Regions from separate parts of the Mus musculus genome. Here regions 1 and 3 are each linked to region 2. A link is a contact called in public Hi-C and HiChIP or PLAC-seq data. All regions are on one chromosome and are shown on one strand. The core of a region is the stretch at or near the end of the contact, and the rest is flanking DNA. Distances in the headings are between cores, read along the strand shown.

Region 1 (4,584 bases), core at 283-2,782, 180 kb after region 2:
CTGACAACCAGAACCAGGATTTCCACGGAGGAGACTGGTCTTCCTGAGACTCAGGGACAGTCTCTCAGCCGATAGACTCATTCCCCATCTTGGCTATGGTCATGGCGGTTACACACTCATGACTATTTGTCCAAACAGCCAGCCATTGTCTTCAAAAGTACAGATCCTTCTGGATGCAAATGATCACAAGGCCTATAGACTTATGAAAACTCAGCAGGAACCACCTGGATGGGAGTCATATCTATGGAGTATGGATAATTTGAACAACCAAATAAATAAAGGGAGTTACCGATTATAAACCATTGAAGGAAAGGTAACCCCTAACTCTCTACTGACAGAAATAAACAAATGAGACAAGAAGGTTCATGCTGACAAGAAGATGACCATACATGTGAATAATAAAGTCAGAAAACAAGCACATGATTTTCACTGTGGTAATAACTCGAGAGCCACCTAAAGACGCAAAAACAGACGGATAGAAGTTTGTAGGAAACTGCAGAGCTTGCCGTATGACTTTACACGATAACCACTCATTATACAAACATGTTCATTTTGGTGGCCGAGGATGGAGCCCAGGGCCACACGAATTCTGAGCAAGCAAAGCACCGTTGAAAACCCCAAGCCAGGCGTGGTGGTGGTGCATGCCTTTAATCCCAGCACTCGGGAGGCAGAGGCAGGCGGATTTTAGAGTTTGAGGCCAGCCTGGTCTACAAAGTGAGTTCCAGGACAGCCAGGGCTATACAGAGAAACCTGCCTCAAAAAAAAAAAAAAAAAAAAAAAAAAAAAAAAAAAAAAAAAAAAAAAAAAAAAAAAAAGAAAGAAAGAAAGAAAGAAAAGAAAAAGAAAAAAGAAAACCCCAGCTTCACAAACGAGAAATTTGGCAGACAGATACAAGAGCATCATTAAAATTAAGAACCAATAACGAGAGAAACTGATATCGTAAGTGTCCAGTATAGAAATCAGAGAAACAGGTTTGCTGTAAAATGCGTGCTTGTCATGCATAAGGCATTAAGTGCAGGGCTAGAGAGATGACTCAGTGGTTAAGAGCACTGACTGCTCTTCCAGAGGTCCTGAGTTCAAATCCCAGCAACCACGTGGTGGCTCACAACCATCTGTAATGGGATCTGATGCCCTCTTCTTGTGTGGCAGGTACAGTGTACTTAAATAATTAAATCTTTTTTAAAAAAGAAAAAAGAGGCACTAGGTGCAATTCCTAGCACCACAATGAATTATTACATTCATGTATGTGTGTATATATACATGAATATTACATTCATGTATGTGTGTATATATACACATACATGGTTCTGGCAAAAAGAACCAGAAAGCACATGCAGTGTGTGACAGATGGTAAGACGTGCCAAATAAGTCTATCCACAATAACATCCATGCCTCACCTGCAAAATTAAAATCAGGCTCTGCTTCCTTCCCACGCTAACATTTTAATTTCATTTTATTTATCTTTAGGCTTGGGAGGCATGCCAAGGTGCATATGTGAAGGTCAAAGGGCACAGTTCTCTCCTTCCACTGTGTGTGTAGAGCCTTCTACCCACTGGGCCATCTCACACTCCTGAGCTCTATCGTTCTTAACACCTGCGCTCGCCTTGAGACAGCCTGTGAGTGTTGGATGAGCCTGCTCCAGCAGGAGAAGTTGCCCCTATACATCTAAATGGCAAGCCAAGGCACACTCCCCTCCCCAGCTGGAGTCTGGCCTTGCCTTGATACCAAGCAGCTGTTGCCTGGCACAACAATGCTGGAGGCTCCAGTCAGGAAGTGGGAGCTGCCACATCCTCTGTTCAGCCTATTATCAGAGCTTAGCAGTTGGGCTCTCCTGTCAGAGTTTGGGTGGTACTGTGGCCTCTGTATTGTCTGCCTCTGGGTATCAATTGAGGAGGTCTGTTGACTCTTGGCCAGAAACCCTTAAGACAGTCACTTTGAATACCCCTGGAGGGTGGTAATGGTAACCTTGTATTAGTGCCTGCCATGCCCTTAGGGGGCCTGGCTGCACATCGGGATGAAGTCAGCAAGATGATGTCAGAGTGCTAAAAATACTCCGAAGGGGAGGTTTCTGGGATTAGTTGGAAGTGAGCTAGATGCTCATGTCACTCAATCTCTCTCTCTCTCTCTCTCTCTCTCTCTCTCTCTCTCTCTCTCTCTCTCTCTCTCTCTCTCTCTCTTTCTCACACACACACACACACACACAGAGCCAAAGACCCAGCAGTTCAAGGGTGGCCGTGAAATGTGACAGCTGTTGTGTGGCAGAAAAAATTAGGTGTGGGAGGGAATATAGAAAGATCTGATCGTTGGGTAGGTGACATTTTAGGACCGACCGTCCCTACTCAGAGACAGGATGCTAAGGAATTTTGTCCCCAACCCATAATTTGCAGAGGGAGCCCTCCACCCTAATGAAACAGGGATTAGCAGTCAACAAAGATTAAAGAAGAGAACTCCCTGGACCCCACCAGCTAGGGGAAGAGGAGCAGGTGGCAAGGCAGGAGGAAAGGTTTAGTAGCTTCAGAGTCCCTTGATCCTAATCTTTCCACGTGTGGGTTTGTAATCAGAGGCCCCCAAACAGTAATCAGCTCCCGGCTTCTCTTCCCACACAGACTCGGTACACAGGAAGAAACAGGAAGTAGGAAGAAGCGTTTACCTTTGGGGTTTTTATGTTTGTTTGTTTGTTTGTTTTTCTTTTCATCCTCTGCTCTACCTAAGTCTATTTGTGTTCCTAGCCCATTGTCTAATGGGCGCTTGGCCAATCTTTCTCCTCTAGCCCCCTCTCCTCCCCACCGGGATCACAAGGACAGAAGGATGCTAGCCTACAATGTATTCTCTACATCACACAGAAGGAGTAAAGTCCGTTTGGCAAGCCACCAAGCTTGGCTCTCTGGGAGCTTCTGGAGAAAGAGATACAAATGTGCCTTTTCCAGGGCAGTGTTTGTAGACTTTGTATCCAATTCTCTTCTCAGACAGCTCTACAGAGCTGCCGGACACAAAACGGAAACTCGGGTCCTGAGGTTTGCCAGCCTCCCCTCACCAACCATAGTGCTGGAGAAAGGTGAGGGCCTAGCCTTCTGTGCTTCCCGTGCCTTCCATGCCTTCCCCAGTAGACGAGATTATCAACCGGGTCTGATCCCTACTATCGTGGTCACAGGGATGGCTTCTGACATACGTCCACAGTCATGGCCTACGAGGATGGCCTGCAGACATCACACTCGCACGGCCCCACCGCTGGCCATTCCCCATCCAAGCGGCCTCAGGTAACCACGGGTCTACAGTGATGGAGAGTTGCCCTTGAACTCTTGAACTTGTGAGTACTAAGTAATTAATAATAATAATAATAATACATAAAGTTTAAAAACAGACAAAAACCAACCCACCCTACTGACCTCCCAACAGCTGTGACATTTCTCATTGATTTGACTGTAGTACTTGGGAGGAAGCTGTTTGTCCTTAGGCTCCCGTAAAACATACTAAATAATGAGTCTATAAAGCTCAAAGTCCTTGAGCAACCCCAGATGTGCTCTAAACTAGCCCTGACTCCTCCCTTCGGCAGATTCAGAGTAGCAGTCCCGACTTAAGACAAACGTGACCCTCTGGGTGGCCTGGATTCTTGTCCTAATTAGTGTCATCCAGGCTCTGGAAAAGGGAGACTTGGCCATCATGGAAGGCCAAGATGTCAGGGCTGATTACAGAAACAAATCCATTTACAATTGCATCAAGAAGAGTAAACTACTTAGAAAAGATCTTAACCAAAAAGGAAAATGGTGTATAAAATGAAAACAAGCAAACATTACTAAAAAGAAACTAAAGAATGCAGAAATAGACATTCATTTTCATGAATCGTATGACAGTTCTGTTAAGCTAGGAACACTATCTAAAATGGTCTATGGGTTGGACGCTGTCTCCATCAACCCCCCCCCTCCTGCCCCCCCCCCCCAGTGGCTTTTGTTTTTCAGAAACATAAAATCCGTCCTAAAATTTATATAGACTCTCAAGAGGCCATGTGTAGAGATGACATTCATTCTTATCCTATTAAGGCGTGCCTCTGTATATTCAATTGTTAATTGCTGATCTGGCAATGAAAAGCTGGCAGAATACCTGATATTCTCTCCTCTCAGAAACCCATTACCAGCTTTCTATATGTGAATGTTTGTCCTTCCTCACCTGCCCAAAAGATGATTCTCTGAGATTATCACGTTAAAAAGCAAGCTGTCATGAAAGTTACCAAGTAGCCCTCATTCCAGCCGAAGGGTAACCCAAAGAGATGGACTGGGAGCTCTCCTGCTAATGATTGATTCAGACTGGATGGTGGCTTTTTATAGAATAAAGGCTAACGGCTAATAGCTGGAAGGGGAAGGAAGTGGAAGGCGGGACTTCCTGGCAGGGAGAACAGAACTCTGAGAAGAAGAAGAAGAAAGAGGAAGGGCTTTCACCAGGAGACATAAGAGGAGACAAATGTGACTCTGGGTCTGAAGGTACAACTAGTCACGAGGCTGGATGGGACAACGTGGTCAGGTTAACTTAAATAAGCTAGTTGAGAGTCGGCCCAGGAAAGGCCTAAGCTTTGAAATATTAAAAGCTCAA
Region 2 (3,987 bases), core at 149-2,648:
CTTCCTGCCTTATCGGATTGAAGCTGCTGTCCTTTGCCACTTGCTCTGGACACCAGGATATTCTGCCCAATCACATGGGACCAAAACTTCTGAAACCAACAGTCATAACACATCTTTTCCACCTTTATGCTGTTCTTTAGGTGTTTTTTTTTTCCTTACAACAATGAGAAAAGAAGCTAAAAACAGGAAGTATGGCATCTTTCAAAAGGCTACTTTCAACCCTCCTCGCTCTGCATGCAACAGTTAGCATTGCAGTAGTGAATATCACAAGCTACGAGGCTTAATGTTTAAAAAAAATATATTCCTCATAGCTTTGGAATCCAGTCCAAGATCAAGGAATTGACAAGGCATCCCTGGAATCTCTCCTTGGTTTGTATATGACAATCTTTCCCCCAAATCATCAAGTTATCTTCTTTTGACACAGGTCTATGCCCTAATCTCTTTCTATATGGATACTAGACTGACTTAGGGATGGATCACCCATATGCCCTCATTTTAAGCAGTGTCGCCTTCTGAGGTGCCAGAAGTTAGCACTCCAACAAAGAGTTTTTAAAGGGATGTAACTTACCCCTCCCACTCCTTGGAGGGACTTGGTACTCAACTGAATAAACTCAGCTTCATTTCAGCTATAACAGACTCAGTCTGAGGCCTGGATTCATAAAGGAATAGAGCCGAATGCTCATCTGATGTCTGACTTGTTGTGGTTTATGCAGAACAACGCCAGCAGAAGCGGGGAGGACAGTGATGTCACTAAAAAGCATTCTCTTAGAAGGAGACCAGCTTCTGTGATCCCAGGGGGCATTAGAACCATGATATCCTTCTCTAGAAAAGAAATTATTGGATTTTTTTAATTTACATTTCAAATGTTATCCCCTTTCCCAGTTTCCCCTCCCTTCCTGTAAACCCCCTCTCCCATCCTCCCTCCCTCTGCTTCTATGGGGGTGTTTCTCCACTCACCCACCCACTCCCACCTCCCTGCCCTCCATTCCCCTATACTGGGGCATCTATCCAGCCTTCATAGGACCAGGGACCTCTCCTCCCCTTGATGCCTGACAAGGCCATCGTCTGCTACATTTGCAGCTGGAGCCATACGTACTCCCTGGTTGATGGCTAAATGCGGCAGGATGGTGTGAGCACTTTCTGACTGCACTCCTTCACCCCACCTCCCCTGGGACCTTCATTAAGGTTCTTCTCAAAAGGGATTTCCCTCTCACATCTACAAACATCAGAAAGGAGTGGAATGAGTCGCCAAATGATCAGAACGAACGTTTTCTCATGGCACTTTCTCCTGAGCAAAAACATGACTTCTTACGTGAGCAAAACGAAAGAAAAGTGATAGCAGATGACTAACCAGGGTGACAGGAAGATGTATGGGTGTTCGGGACATCGGGAGCTTTTGAAGCACGCAAGGCCGGTGCTGAAATGAGAGTGGGTGAGCAACCGCCCTCGCAAATGGAGCACAGGAAGAACTATGAATAAGACGCATACACACACACCAAAAAGACGTGTGTAATTTGCAGTGTGTAGCAGTGGGCTGACCATGATGGTTCTAAATACCCTCTGACACATTTTTACAGAGGAACCGGGTGGCTTTATTCTAGATGACAATCCCTTGCTAATTACCCTTCATGCTGACTGATAGTGGCACTGTGAGTCACCAGGGTTCTCCCGTGGAGCCCTGTTTACTCATGGGCCATGTGTTGGCTGTGATTGGGACGTGAGTGAATCCAGAAGCCCTTGATTACAGACCTCCATGTGGGGGATGAGGGTCCGGGTGACATCATGGGTCATGGACTGAATTGCACCCCCACCCCCCACCCCCAAACAAAAGCTGCATTGAAGTCTTAAGCCCCAGTTCCTACAAATGTGACTCAATTAGAAAGGAAGCCATTGCACATGTAATCGGTTAAGATAAGGCTCTATTTGATCAGGGAAGAGCCAACATCCGATATGACTGGAAAAAAGCAGAGAGAGAGAGAGAGAAGGACACCAGGAAGAGAACCATGGAGATAGACATTGGAAAGATGCATCTACAACCCAAGGAATGCCAGTGCATCCATTACTTTAGCTAACAAAAGGAGCCTATGGGAGAAAGGATTTATTTTGACTTATGGTTTTAGAAGATACAGCTGGTTCATAATGCTGGAGCCATGGATGGAAGGGGGAACGTGGGAGACAACTGATCGGCATGGCCTCTCCAGTCAGGGGGCAGAGAAACGTAAATGCTGGTCCTCAAATTGCTTCCTCCTTCTTCATCTTATATTCAGTCTGGCATACACATATACTTACACACGCATGTGCATGCACACACACACACACACACACACACACACACACACACATGCATGCACCAGCCCTTCAGGGTAGGTCTTCCCTGATCAGTTAATAATCTTTGGAAATAACCTCATAGACAACAACAAGGGTGTGCCTCTCTTATGCTGTGGACACTCTTAAATCTAATCAAGTTGTCAATAAAGAACTGGCCATCACAATCTGAAAACACCAAAGTCTGGGGAAAGGCAAAGGATTCTCTCCCTTTGCTTCAAGAGGTCAAGCCTTTGGAAGTCGGGGAGAAGAAGCGTTGCTCCTCCAGCCTACTGTACTTTGCAAAAGCAAGTACCCATACTGTGGTTCCCAGTCACAAACAAGCTTTGAACCCCATGGTCCTCTGCTCCACAGCTTCTAAACTGATAACTCTTCATAATAGTCCCCTCTTGAGCACAGTTCCAATATTTCAAAAACATGCAGACTTTTACTTTTCTTCTTTCCCTCTCCTCCACATTAGACACAAAGATGCCACAAGTTGAAGATGCCAGAGATTGTCCATTTTCCCCTCTCTGAGGTCTTAGCACTGGTGGCTGTGACCTGGACACAGCTCCAGACCTTCATCTTTTGCTGGGACTTGAACTCAAGTGATTTTAGACTCGATAACTAGAATTCCATTGTCACCAATGTTTTAGATTCCAAGGCAATGACCAAGAACGGGAACAGCACTGGAGAGATGGCTCAGTAGTTAAGGGCACTGGCTGCTCCTCCAGAGAACTTGGGTTTGATTCCCAGCACCCACAAGATGGCTCACACCATCTTTAGCTCCAGTATCAGGGGATACAATGCCTTCTTCTGACCTCTGGGAGCACCAAGCATGCATGTGATACACAGACATCCATGCAGTAAAACATCATAGTAAAAACATTTTTTAAAAACCTGAAAGAGGTGGAAACATACTTTCGCTTCTTCCTTGTGCTATTCTAGGATCTTGTTATAAAAAAATGAAATGGAAAATGTTTCTTGAATAAATAATTTTGCAGAAAGTAAAAGAAAGACTGTCAGGGGCTGGAATGATGGTTCGGTGGTAAAGAGCATCGACTGCTCTTCCAAAGATCCTGAGGTCAAATCCCAGCAACTGCATGGTGGCTCACAACCATCTGTAACAAGACCTGGTTTCTTTTTCTGTAATGTCTGAAGACAGCTATCGTGTACTTACATATAATAAATAAATAAATCTTAAAAAAAAAGAAAGACTGTCAGATAAGACTATAATCCATTAAAGCTGTCAGTCAATTAAGCTACCAATTAGGTTTTGTTTTGTGTGTTTTCACTATTGTTTTTACTTTTCAAACAGGCTCTCACAACACAGCCCAGGATATCCTGGAGCTGATTATATGTATCCCAGGCTAGCCTGCAACCCATGGCAATTTTCCTGCAGGCATAGACCACAATTACAGCTCAGTGTTTGCTGATGCTAAGAAAGCCAGTATACAAATGGATTATGGATGGGCTGTACGTAAAACAAAACTATGACCACTTCAGGAAGCCAACCCATTACTGGATGTTAACCAGCCCAGGAAGTCAGTCCACCACCATAAGTCAAACCTGTAAGACGTCAGACCATTATCTTCATCAACAATCCAGGAAGCCAAATCATACCTCCACAATAACGGGCTCAAAATAGCTAACCCTGAATAACAAAAGACAGCTTCTCTACTC
Region 3 (4,254 bases), core at 1,473-3,972, 210 kb after region 2:
CAGTCCTGCCCTGCTTTTCTGCTCTCATAACTCATTTCCTCTGCTCACTCATCAACATCTTAACCCAGCACACCATCCCAGCCTGAGGGAGCCTTTCAGCTCTGGGGGCGAGGCTCATGAGCGATGTGGCAACCCTCGGCTCTCAGCAGGAACCCCAGAAAGGACCTGCCTGGGCACCTTGTATTTGGACTGAGCTCCCGGCAAGTCACAAGAATAGGATGGGTGTTCTGATCACATGGCTCCTCCAGCCCACGGATCATACACGCGAGGAAGGCTTCCTCTGAGGAAGCCTAGGAAATTGGAAGAGCCTCTCCATTTATAAGAACAGGGTAATCACCTCTCGTCATTAGCAGATCCGCCGGACAAATTAAGAAGTTTTGGATACAGATTGTTGTTTTTTTGTTTTTTTGTTTTTTGTTTTTTTAATAAAATATTAACGTCTGTAGTCCTGGCACTTGTGAGGCTGAGACAGGAGGACTGTTGTGAGTTCAGGGCCAACCTCAGCTCCGTTGTGAATTTCAGGTCTATCTGCGCTATCAGGTGAGACCCTGTCTCAAGAAGCCATAACTGTCAGGCAGTGGTGGCTCATGCCTTTAATCCCAGCACTTGGGAGGCAGAGGCAGGCAGATTTCTAAGTTTGGGCTACACAGAGAAACCCTGTCTCATAAAACCAAAAAAAAAAGCAGGGGGTGGGGGCGAAGGGGGAGAGGGAGGCAAAATGACCCAGTGTTTGCCAAGCCTGAGAGTTCTGGGAGTTCAGAACTCCCAGAGTGGAAGGGGAGAACTCATACACACACACACACACACACACACACACACACACACACACACACACACACGTTTTCTCTTCTACATGAATACCATGATATGTGTATGCCCACTTGTGCATGCACACACACAAACTAGATAGATAGATAGATAGATAGATAGATAGATAGATAGATAGATAGATAGACAGACAGACAGATAGACAGACAAATATGTAGTATTTTTTATTATTTATTTGCTTTACATCCTGCTCACAGCTTCTTCTACCTCTGCTTTTCTCAGTTTCTCCTTCTCCCCTCCCCCTTTACCCCCTCCCTCCCCCTTTCTCCTTAGAAAGGATGAGGCCTCCCATAAATATCAACCAGCCTTGGCATATCAAATCCAAGTGAGAGTAGGCGCATCTTCCACCTATGAGAACAAATAAACAGAAAGACTGGATTAGTTAGCTCTTCAGTACAAGAAGAAATGCCTGGTTAACCAAGATATGATGAAGAAAGGCTTATTTTGACATTCACATTTAGAAGTTTTAATCTATAATCACTTGACCCTGTGGTTTCTTTTATTTATTTAATAACTTATTTATTTTTTGTGCATTTGTGTTTTGTCTGCATGTATGTCTGTGCAAGAGTGTCAGATCTTGGAGCTACAAACACAATCATAAGCTGCTATGTGGGTGCTGGGAATTGAACCCAGGTCCTGGAAAAGCCGTCGGCACTCTCAACCACAAAGCTATCTCTTCAGCCCCGGGCCCCATGGCTTCTGATCTGGGCTAGCACATCGTAGTATGAGTTTATGAAGCAACACTACTCACTCTGTTTCTGGGAAATGGAAGAGAGGAAAAGGGAGGGCCCAGGATCCTGCGATCCTCTTTAAGGGCACAGGACAGTACAGCTGGAGATCTCCGGCTAGGCTCCACACTTTAAAGGTCCTACCAACTCTCAAGAGCTAGTTCACCAAGCTGGGGGGCCAAGCTTTTACCATATGGACCACTAGGGAGCATTCCAGATCCCAACTCTAAGAGAAGTCCCCTGAGACACGGAAGCATGACTCAAAGCTGAGACCTACGTTCCCAATCTTACCCGGCAAAAAGCAGAAAATATTGAGAAACCATGTCTCGGCCTCCCATCTGCTCAGCATGTCCACAGAGCTGAAAGCCACTTCTGAACCAGAGGCCCAGCTACTCCAGGGAAATGAAGAGGCTCCAGGGAATCCCACAGCCTAGGAGCCAGGGGCTTGCTGCAGTGTTTCATCAGAGGCTGACACTTGTTGTTGTACAAGACAGAAACGTGTTGTGGAGCAGCTCTGGTCTAAACCTCACAAAAATGCCAAGTGTCCCCTGACTTTGCCACAAACTTACAAATAAGTAAAACCATCTATCCTATGGTTGGATTGTCACCCCTGGAGGAGAACTGCAGTCAGAGCCTCAAGGGCAACTTTGCAGTTGAAGAATATCCCTGTTCCAGAAAAAGGAAAGGGAGTGTGCCACTGTTTAACAAAATGAACTTTAGTTTGACTGAGGCAGAAACCTTTTGGGCGCCAGTGGAAAAACACCATATCAAAATGCCCAAGGGTGGCTATTTTATTTTTGAAGTTATTAGGAGTGGGTGTTAACTAAACAACATCTTCCTAAAACAGTGTAAGTACAACCTTCATACAGACATAAGTAGACAGATACATTGTCTACAGAAAATTACCACCTGAAGTTTTGGTCCTGAAGCCTAAGGAAATCAAATTAATGTCCATATTCAATCAAACTCCACATACCAATGTCATTACTAATAGACCCATCCATGCCTCTAAGGAGGCGTCAGCAAATGTTACAGTCTTTACGATCTGTCGAGCGTTCTTGGCACCGGCGCATGCGCAGGACGTGACCCAGCTTGCTGATTCGTGGCTGCCCTGTGAACAGGCGTGCAGCTGCATCTCGGTGCCCCTTCATCGACTGTGGGTTTCCTTCCACAGAGGCCAAGCCACAGTTAGCCTGGATGAGAGTACCCAGCCGTCTTCATTTCCCCAGGCACAGGATGCGTCGACAAGAAGGAAGTGAATATAAGAGCCAAACAGCTCTTATTCGGCCTGCTTGCCGGCTCCATCCTGGTCCAACGCTTTAATCAATTCAGTGTGTTTAAAAATCAATTTCACCGGATGGGAGAAGAGAAGCTGCTCAAAGCCCTGTGGTCACTCAGGGCAGGAACACGGAGGCGTCCTCATTTTTCAGAAGGTCTGTTGTAGGGTGGAGTTTCCTCCTTCTCAGTCCACGAGTAAAGAAAAGATGCAGTCAGAGGTATGGGCCTGAGCACCAGCCAAGTGTGTTTTCTTGCTTTTCTTTTTTTTTTTTTTTTTTGTTTTTTTTGTTTTTTTTTGTTTTGTTTTGTTTTTTCGAGACAAGGTTTCACTGTATATCCCTGCTTGTCCTGGAACTCACTTTGTAGACCAGGCTGGCCTCGAACTCAGAAATCCGCCTGCCTCTGCCTCCTGAGCGCTGGGATTAAAGGCGTGCGCCACCATGCCCGGCTCACTAGCCATTTCTTGTAATTCTGGGCCAATGTCTAACTCTCCTAAGTTTCCAGGATGCAGTATAATGGGCCAGTAAAACCCTCCCTGCCTAATTCTGAGGAAGAGGTTTTTAAAAAGCTAAGGTAGAGTAGGGGCAGGCTGGAGGGATGGTGCAGTAGTTAAGAGCACCCCTTGCTGCTCTTACAAAGGACCCAGGTTCGGTTCCCAGCACCCACATCAGGGGCCTCACAACCACTTCTAACTCTAGCACCAACAGATTCTATAACCTGCTTCTGGCCTCCGCAAGAAACTACATACATGCCGTACACATGCAGACAAGCAGGCAGATGGACATAGACATAAATAAAGTACATTTTTTTAAAAAAGATGCGGAACAAGAGAGACGCATAGGAACCAGAATTCCTGATGAGGAGACCACACTGGGGCCCACGATTCTGCTGAGGTTGTTCAAAGGGGAAGCTACACCCTGCCTCTGGGGAAGTTAGAGGGGGGTGCGGGCACATGCTGATTCTCAGCTATGTCCTCCCACGTTTATCAAGCACCCAGTGTATGCTCTAAGACATATCTTAGCGATACATCAGTGATGGGTCCTGTGTTAGGGATACAGTTTGTCCCCCAAGGTCTCATGTAAAAACCTTGCTTCCATAGCAGCATCAGGACCTTTAAGACTAGGGCCTATCAAGAAATAATTAAGTCATTTTTGTTCATTAATGAATCCATGCCATTTTGAGGGAGTGGGTTAGGACACAGGGGAATGTATTGGTTGTTGTGATAGTGAATGGGCTTTATAAGAGAGCTTGGAACATTTTCTAATCTGCTACTTACCCTTACCACGAAGTCTTACCACTGGGAGGACATCTACCACAGGATCCTCATAGCATTAGGTGTCAGCACCACGCCCTTGAGCCTCCAAAGCCATCACGTAATGAAAACTTTTTCTTAATATATGACCAGGGGCAGCAGGTTATT

Evidence for each region. A called contact is a pair of places that touch in the nucleus more often than the background predicts. HiChIP or PLAC-seq counts read pairs in DNA pulled down with a chosen protein or histone mark.
Region 1: a contact with region 2 is called in a Hi-C map of the N1E-115 cell line, with 2.8 times the contacts expected there. The contact joins two enhancer-like sites. A contact is called at or near these places in 5 of 484 Hi-C or Micro-C datasets (the N1E-115 cell line, Th1 cells, Th2 cells and 2 more) and 5 of 115 datasets of contacts at active chromatin or transcription factors (CD8 T cells, the HPC-7 cell line, effector CD8 T cells and 2 more).
Region 3: a BATF HiChIP or PLAC-seq map of CD8 T cells shows a contact between it and region 2, with 9 read pairs. The contact joins two enhancer-like sites. A contact is called at or near these places in 2 of 484 Hi-C or Micro-C datasets (Th1 cells and nephron progenitors) and 2 of 115 datasets of contacts at active chromatin or transcription factors (CD8 T cells and Th17 cells).

The regions. Positions count from the first base shown.
Region 1 is chr13:44,500,224-44,504,807 of GRCm38.p6, forward strand. Gm40930 (a long non-coding RNA gene) reads left to right here and starts at 4,405. Exons shown (of 3, transcript XR_873338.2): 1 at 4,405-4,475. Within about 2 kb of position 1,533, at least 27 of the 459 cell types and tissues checked have an H3K27ac peak or open chromatin away from gene starts, as enhancers often do. A contact at or near this core is called in the N1E-115 cell line, where this site is marked.
Region 2 is chr13:44,319,838-44,323,824 of GRCm38.p6, forward strand. No RefSeq gene overlaps it. Among named protein-coding and RNA genes, the nearest start is that of Gm29676, 62 kb to the left of the region's middle. Within about 2 kb of position 1,399, at least 27 of the 459 cell types and tissues checked have an H3K27ac peak or open chromatin away from gene starts, as enhancers often do. A contact at or near this core is called in CD8 T cells, the N1E-115 cell line, Th1 cells and 1 more, where this site is marked.
Region 3 is chr13:44,532,944-44,537,197 of GRCm38.p6, forward strand. Gm34276 (a long non-coding RNA gene) reads right to left here. Exons shown (of 5, transcript XR_873341.2): 5 at 1,022-1,176. Among named protein-coding and RNA genes, the nearest start is that of Gm47792, 26 kb to the left of the region's middle. Within about 2 kb of position 2,723, at least 90 of the 459 cell types and tissues checked have an H3K27ac peak or open chromatin away from gene starts, as enhancers often do. A contact at or near this core is called in CD8 T cells, Th1 cells and Th17 cells, where this site is marked.